Regions from separate parts of the Mus musculus genome. Here region 1 is linked to region 2. The links are chromatin contacts, called in public Hi-C maps. All regions are on one chromosome and are shown on one strand. Each heading gives the region's core, a stretch centred on a gene start, on an enhancer-like site or on the middle of the called end of the contact. The rest is flanking DNA. Distances are from core to core; before and after follow the strand shown. Region 1 overlaps Jazf1 (JAZF zinc finger 1). Region 2 has its middle 74 kb from the start of 1700094M24Rik.

Region 1 (3,558 bases), core at 887-3,386, 380 kb after region 2:
GGCTCTTTTCCTTCTGTTGGTTTGTTTTCTCCACTTCCAATTATTAGCGTTTGTTTTATTTTATTATTTTTATTTCATTATATTACATTTTATTTTATTATAACCCCTTAGAGGCCTGTTTGAGTTCTAATGAGAGACAGAGAGGGAATGGATGCAGATGTGAGGGGAGCTGGGGAGAAGCTGGGAGGAGCAGAGGGCAGGGAAACTCTAGTCAGGATATTATGTGGGAAAAAACTTATTTTCAATAAAAGGGGAAAAAGAAATTTCCTATTTGTAATTCCTTCATATTCTTAAGTTTATGATTTTCATTTTTAAAAGAGCATATACACCTGGAGAAGACTGTCTCTGTGGGATTTTGCTATCCTCAGTGTAGGGAGACGCGCCAGCTTCCAACTTCTGTGGCAAGCTCATCTCGGCAGCTCAGGTCCAACCTGCCTCTGCCATCTCAACTTCTGCTTTTTTTTTTTTCCATTTTTTATTAGGTATTTAGCTCATTTACATTTCCAATGCTATACCAAAAATCCCCCATATCCACCCACCCCCACTCCCCTGCCCACCCACTCCCCCTTTTTGGCCCTGGTGTTCCCCTGTACTGGGGCATATAAAGTTTGCAAGTCCAATGGGCCTCTCTTTCCAGTGATGGCCGACTAGGCCATCTTTTGATATATATGCAGCTAGAGTCAAGAGCTCCGGGGTACTGGTTAGTTCATAATGTTGTTCCACCTATAGGGTTGCAGATCCCTTTAGCTCCTTGGCTACTTTCTCTAGCTCCTCCATTGGGAGCCCTATGATCCATTCATTAGCTGACTGTGAGCATCCACTTCTGTGTTTGCTAGGCCCCGGTATAGTCTCACTCAACTTCTGCTTTTGCACAGTAACTATTTGGCACATTTTGTTAGGATTTAAGAAAATAATTTTCTTTACTACATAATATAATATGTTCTAAATTATATACACAGCTTTTCTACAAACCAAGTGGCTTTCATTTATTCTTTGCATGGCAGCAAAGTGCTGTTCATGGCTTTTCAGTGCTTGGTCAACACTAATGTCACTGGGATGGACCGTACAGAGAGATGTCCAGCACGACAAAGGTCAAGTTTTGTGAACTCTTAGTAACGTCCTAGGGGATGGGGTGCCTACTCTGCATGCGGGGTCACAATCATGTCTTAAAATGTCATCCCAAATTGCCTGCCTATTCTCAATCTCATAACAGCCAGGGTACAGTGACCTGCCAGAAAATAACAGTTCTACCTCGGGGAAGAGATCCAAAGACGTGCAGGAATGTGTCAGGGGCTCAGAATCCTGTTCGGCTGCTTTCAGGTTAAACATCCTGATGACAACCTCCTCGTCCTCCTCTCCCTCCTCCTCCTTTTGGAGCTCGGTACCTCCCTTTGTAATATGGGTGGCCTTGTCAGGCGATGCCCCTGCCTGGGCCTCCTGAGTGTCCAGAAGGACAGGCACGGAACCACCGGAGCCAGCTCTGATGAAAACCTTAACTCAGCAGCTTACGTTGGTGTGTGGATGGCTGGCTCTGTGAGAAGCAGGGTCTTCAGTATTTGCCAGGAGGAAAGAAAGCGGCTTTTTCTTTGAAAATCTGGGGGATGTTGAAATATGTTTCTATGTTAAAACTATATAAATCCACCCAACTGAAGCTGTGAGGTGCTGTCATAGTGGGCTGACAGCAGCAGGGAAAGGCTCTCCGGTGCATTCAACGGTGTTTCAGTTTCCTGGAGCCCCTAGACATTCAGAGTGTGCCTGCCTGCCTGCCTTTTTCCTTTACTTCCTTTAAAATAACACTTAGAAACGATGCTACAAAGACAGAAACCATAGTACAGCACAGCACTTGCACGTCAAAACTCCCCAACAACTTGAGTTTCTTGTGACTTTATGTGGTTGACTTTATGTGACTCTTCATAGCAAACGGAGCCAGAACTCGCTCAGCAGAGCGGAGTATGAACTATACCTTTGATCAGATAAGATCTCCCCAAGGCCTGGACAGAAATTAATGCCAGTCCTCATTTTTCTAAGAGGGACAGTGTAGGTTTGTTTGCAAGGTGCTAAGACGGTACAACCAGACACCATTCGGTCCTGGCGCTCAACAGTTTCCCGCAGCTTAAGCTTCCCCCTTCCTGGCAATTACCACTTCCTTTTTAGTGCATTTCCAAGAATCGTGAGCAAATTTCCGGGCAGGAGCAGGGAGGCTCTGTACCCTGTTGTCTTTTCAGCAAAGGCAAATTAGCTAAGTCACCCCACCCCCCCACGTGCAGATCCTCTCTTTAATGCTGTCCAGCTGGGTGTGCCTGGGGATCATTTTATTGTTAAAACTAGAGCCACATGGAAAAGACATTAAAATGAGTTCGCTGCTGCGATACCCACAAAGATGAAAGGCCTTCTCTGATTTTAATGTGCCACGTTTTAGACAGTGGATTGGGATGAGGGGGAGAAGAAAAGGGTTCTTTGGAGACCTACCCATTTGGCAGGTCTGCAAATCCATCAGAGTGGACTATCCATCTATCCCCTCCTCCATGGAGGTGTGTGAAGCACTGAGTCAGCTGGTTTCCTCCCATTCCCATAGCATCCTCACCAGTTCCTAAGTGGGCCATGGGCTACCTTAGCCCCCGTAGAGCAGGCTGTTCTTGCTGCCAGAAGAAACTTCCTGGCGAGTGCACATGGAGGGCCGCTGGCTCATGTGAGCTATGGACCTTGGTTTAGAAAGAGGGAATTCACTTTGGATGCAGGGGTCTGGGCTGCAGAGTCCAATGTGTGAGCCTCATCTTGTCATCTTTCTGGCCTGTCTGGGATGTGGCTTCTGCTGGGACAAAGAAAAGCAACCAGGATTGAGGGCAAAAGCCTTGACTGTTTCCAGCACCAGGCAACATGGCTGTAAAGCCTGTCAGGACTTCCTAGTTGGAATTCCTAACAGTGGACATTTTGGTTTTTATTGGTTTTGATTAAACAATAACAGCTAATAGTGGAGATGGAATTTAGCTTTATAACTAAACATAAAGTGTTAAGTATGGAAGCATTGCATGAATATTAACAAACATGGAAAAGTGGTGTTAAAATGGTTGTACTTGAAACAGTTTTATCACAAGTCAAATTATCAACATTTTTCATTACTCTGAGATTAACCTGTGCGACCAGAGCCATCACACCAAGTTCACTTTGAGGATTCTCTGGACACAGGTTGAAATAGATAGTTTTTCTTTCTTGTAAATTTCTCAATATAACGAAGTATTCTTTTTGACACAGGACACAAAATATTTTAAATATTGCAAAATCTAGGCACTTAAACACTTTCAGCCACTCATGGATTTTCTGTAAGATAGTTCCGTAAGGCGGTTTGGCAGCTCTCTCCACCCCTCACCTTTTCTCCGCAGTCTCTCACTTGAGAGGGGATTGCTTTCTTTGTTCATGCTACTCGTTTAGTAATGTTCCTAAGTGAGGAACACTAAGGATCCTGCTTACTGTCCTTCAGTGGGAAGCAAATGCCAGAGAGCCTGACAGCCCCTCTGCTGCTTGTACTGACTTCCTTTGTTCTCACGTGGGCTGTCCGTA
Region 2 (3,459 bases), core at 502-3,001:
TCTTACATAACGATGTGGTATAGGCTTGAATTGACTGTCCAAAGATTGATAAAAATCAATGTGTTAGCTGTGCTTTGGCTTTGAACTATGCTTCAACGTTATAGATGGAATTTGCTGTTTTCTTTTTAAAAGGGTGGTCATAAAGAATATTTGATTATTTTGGTAAGGACAGGCTTCCACTAAGAGACGGTATGTTACAGAATGACTTTTACGACCTAATGTTATTTAGATAGAACGGTGGGGAGAGGGTGGTGGTGGTGGTGGAGGGGAGACAAACCAGCAAGACTTCAAAAGGGGGAGGAAATTTAGAAAATAAGGAATTCTGATAAGACGAAGCCTCTCATTGTTACCTGGTTGAGTGAGACTATGTCCTTACCTGCTAGGGAACCCGGGGCAAGCCAGTTCACTTTAGAGGCTGGCCCAGAAGTCTGGCAAGTGGATTTATTAATCATTTCAGGAAAATGAAGAGCGCCTTTCAAGACAACATCCTCTTCTTGGCTTTACAGAATCTTTTTAGGTTTTACTGTTAATAAGATTAAATAGGAGATGAGCAGTAAAGATATTGAAGCCGAGTTTATTATGAGAAAAAGCACACACGAAGTATGGGCTCCCCACCACTTAACTCTGCGCTCTGTGTACACATCTCTCCATTCAGATTTTTTTTTTTTATTACTGTTTGCTTAGGGGGGAAAGTCTCCACTGAAAGAATGTGGCAGGAGCACATTAGCAGGCCTTCCAGGGCTCTTTCTGTTCGTCGGGCCCATGGATGGCGCCCAACTTTGTAGTTCCTTGCTAGTTGCAGCTGGAGGCTGCTGCTGGCCGAAACCCAATCTCTTTGCAATAAAGGAGCCATTTGACCGCACTGTATTTACTGGGGCCTTTTCTGAACCAATCAGGGGCCGCCCTTGGCACAAGGGATGAGGAGAAGTTTATAATAGGATCACTTTTGTTTGCAATTTGTTTCTAATAGATGCCAATAAGCCAGTTAACTAGGCTCCAGTTAATGGACATTTTATCGTTTTCTCCCTCCAACCCCCCCCCACCCCAGCCATACACATGACCTTTCCTTAGAAGCCCTGAGATGCTCCCTGGTAGCCTGAGGGCTCTCTCTGCTCTAGAGAACTTGCTCACCAGCCCTGTGTGGCCCAGCAGGCCCCAGTTCTTTGATCATCCTGTCAGTGGGAAATTTACAGAACATTCGGGCTTTGGTTCCATGTGTATTTCTCCAAATATAATATCTCCCTCAAGAAATCAATGATAAGCTGTTAAACTAAAGAGCATGGTAACATCCACAGCGCAGTAAATTAATGGTCTTTTGTGGATAGATGGTTACAGATCTCATCATAAAAAATGGATAAAAGATTACATATCACACAGAGCGAAACTTTTAATAACTCAACATGACTTTTCTTAATGGGTTTTATTCATTTTAATCATTATAGTGTCAATGATGATTATAGCCTTATTAGATTGTAGTGATTGAGGGGCCTGTTTATGAGATATTGAAAAGCTCAGGCAGCTCAGAATAGCCTGGCGGCCTGTGTGGGTTTGATGTGTGACTTTATCTGAAGGAGTGGGGCTTGTCAAGAGAGTTTCAATTAATACTTTTACTAAATTGCTCCTGTCTTTGGTGACCTAGGTCACAGAGGACTTAAAGATTCCACAACATCAGCTTTTCAAAACAGTTGGGCTGCAGCCGTGTAAATCAAAGGAGGTTGTGAGTGAGCGAGCGAGCGTTAGTGTTTGAATAAGGGCCAGCCAGGCAGGGCCAGGGCAGCTGCAAAGTCCTTCCTCTTCACTCCGCCTCCGTGGAGCGGCTCCAGGAAGGAGTTATTTTAACAGCCTTTTAATAACTGGATTAAGAGTTGGACACAAGGATCTGGAAGAATCTGGATGGTTCTGGTCCCCTCACCCCTGTCTGGACACATACAAAGCCAAGACTCTGAAAGTAATTAATAAGACGCTGTTCCAGAGAAAGGCCCCAAGCAGGGTCATCTGGAAAAAATTATTAAAATAAAGGTGTCAGTGATGTTCCCAAGATGAAAAATGTCCTAACAATAAATAATTCCTCCCAATGTCTTCAGCGGGGCTAAGGCGGGAATACCACCTAGCTGATGGCCTCTTGATTTAATATTGATTCTTCAGGATGTCTATTTCCATTATATGCAGTTCTGTCACCTAAAATCATTCCAGATGTTCCTCTGCGAGGGAGCTCATCTGTCACAGGGCTCTGAGAGCACAGTGTCACTGAGCCTTGAGTGAACTGGGCAGGGCTTCACTTGGGCTTCTGATTTGGACCGTCTTAGTTTCCACTCCTTCATCACTAGAAACAGAGGCAACGGTAACAGTTTTGCCCATTTTCCACCTAAGATGATGATGGCGATTTGATTCTTTTTAATAGAAGTTCTCACTCCATTGGCCTTGAACTTGATCCCTCTGTCTCAGCCTCCAGTGCACTGGGATTACAAGAGAGCACCTAGTGGATTACTAAGAGCTTCAGAGAAGCCGAGGGCTGGTTTGGGGAGAAGGCTTAGTCGTTAAGGGACTTGCCGCCCAAGTCTGACCTCCTGAGTTTGGCTGCATAAAAGTACATAGTAACTGTCATCTGTAATGCCTCTAACTGGACACAGGAGACACAGGCAGGACAATCACCAGCAACTTTTGAGCTAACTAATCTGGTATCTATAGCAGTGAGCCACAGAGAAACAATGTCTCAAACAAGGTAAATTTCAAGGACTGACATTCAAGGTTGTTCCCTGAGCTTCATATGTGTGTTATGGTATGCACGTACCCCCGACCTCCCCACAACACACATACTATGATATTTTTTTAAGGGCTCTGGCTAAGTGGTGGAACATTTGCATAGCCTGTTTATAGCCCTAGGTTTGATTCTCAGCACCGCAAAAGTGAAAAATAAAATGAACAAATGACTTCACATTTATTTCAAAGAATTCTGTTTTCAAATCAGTCTTTACATCTCCACTAAAATCAAAGGGCCAGATGATATGGCTCTTAAAAACAAATTATTACATTATTTTTTCAATATGAGTGTGTATGTATGTGTGTAAGAATGTGTGTGTGAGTGTATGTGTGCACATGTGTAGAGGCCAGAGGACAATTCTCAGGACTGACTTTCCTCCCTTACCAGGTGGGTTCTGGTGTTTGAACTCAGACTATGAGGCTTGGTGTGAACATCTTCTGAGCCATCTTGCTGGACCAACACGGCTTTTAATGGGGTTCAAGAGTGCATAGAAAACACCCAGTGAGTTTATGATTGGGGAAAATCAAGTTTGAGGTGAGTGTAAATGACTTCACCCCAAAAGAACCAAGTCCAACCAAGAACGGTTTTTCCTTTCTGCAGGCAAGAGACTTGGATATTAGGGCTACAAGGACTTGTGCTGGACAGTAGAAATGGTTTAGGATTAATTATTAAGATTAATCATTGAAATCAACTTAGTT

What was found. A called contact is a pair of places that touch in the nucleus more often than the background predicts.
Region 1: a Hi-C map of uterus shows a contact between it and region 2, with 5 times the contacts expected there. The contact joins two enhancer-like sites. A contact is called at or near these places in 1 of 484 Hi-C or Micro-C datasets (uterus) and 1 of 9 other capture datasets (embryonic stem cells).

The regions. Positions count from the first base shown.
Region 1 is chr6:52,800,190-52,803,747 of GRCm38.p6, forward strand. All of the region lies in intron 3 of Jazf1 (JAZF zinc finger 1), which reads right to left. Among named protein-coding and RNA genes, the nearest start is that of Gm52904, 3.1 kb to the left of the region's middle. Within about 2 kb of position 2,137, at least 63 of the 459 cell types and tissues checked have an H3K27ac peak or open chromatin away from gene starts, as enhancers often do. A contact at or near this core is called in uterus, where this site is marked.
Region 2 is chr6:52,416,865-52,420,323 of GRCm38.p6, forward strand. No RefSeq gene overlaps it. Among named protein-coding and RNA genes, the nearest start is that of 1700094M24Rik, 74 kb to the right of the region's middle. Within about 2 kb of position 1,752, at least 37 of the 459 cell types and tissues checked have an H3K27ac peak or open chromatin away from gene starts, as enhancers often do. A contact at or near this core is called in uterus, where this site is marked.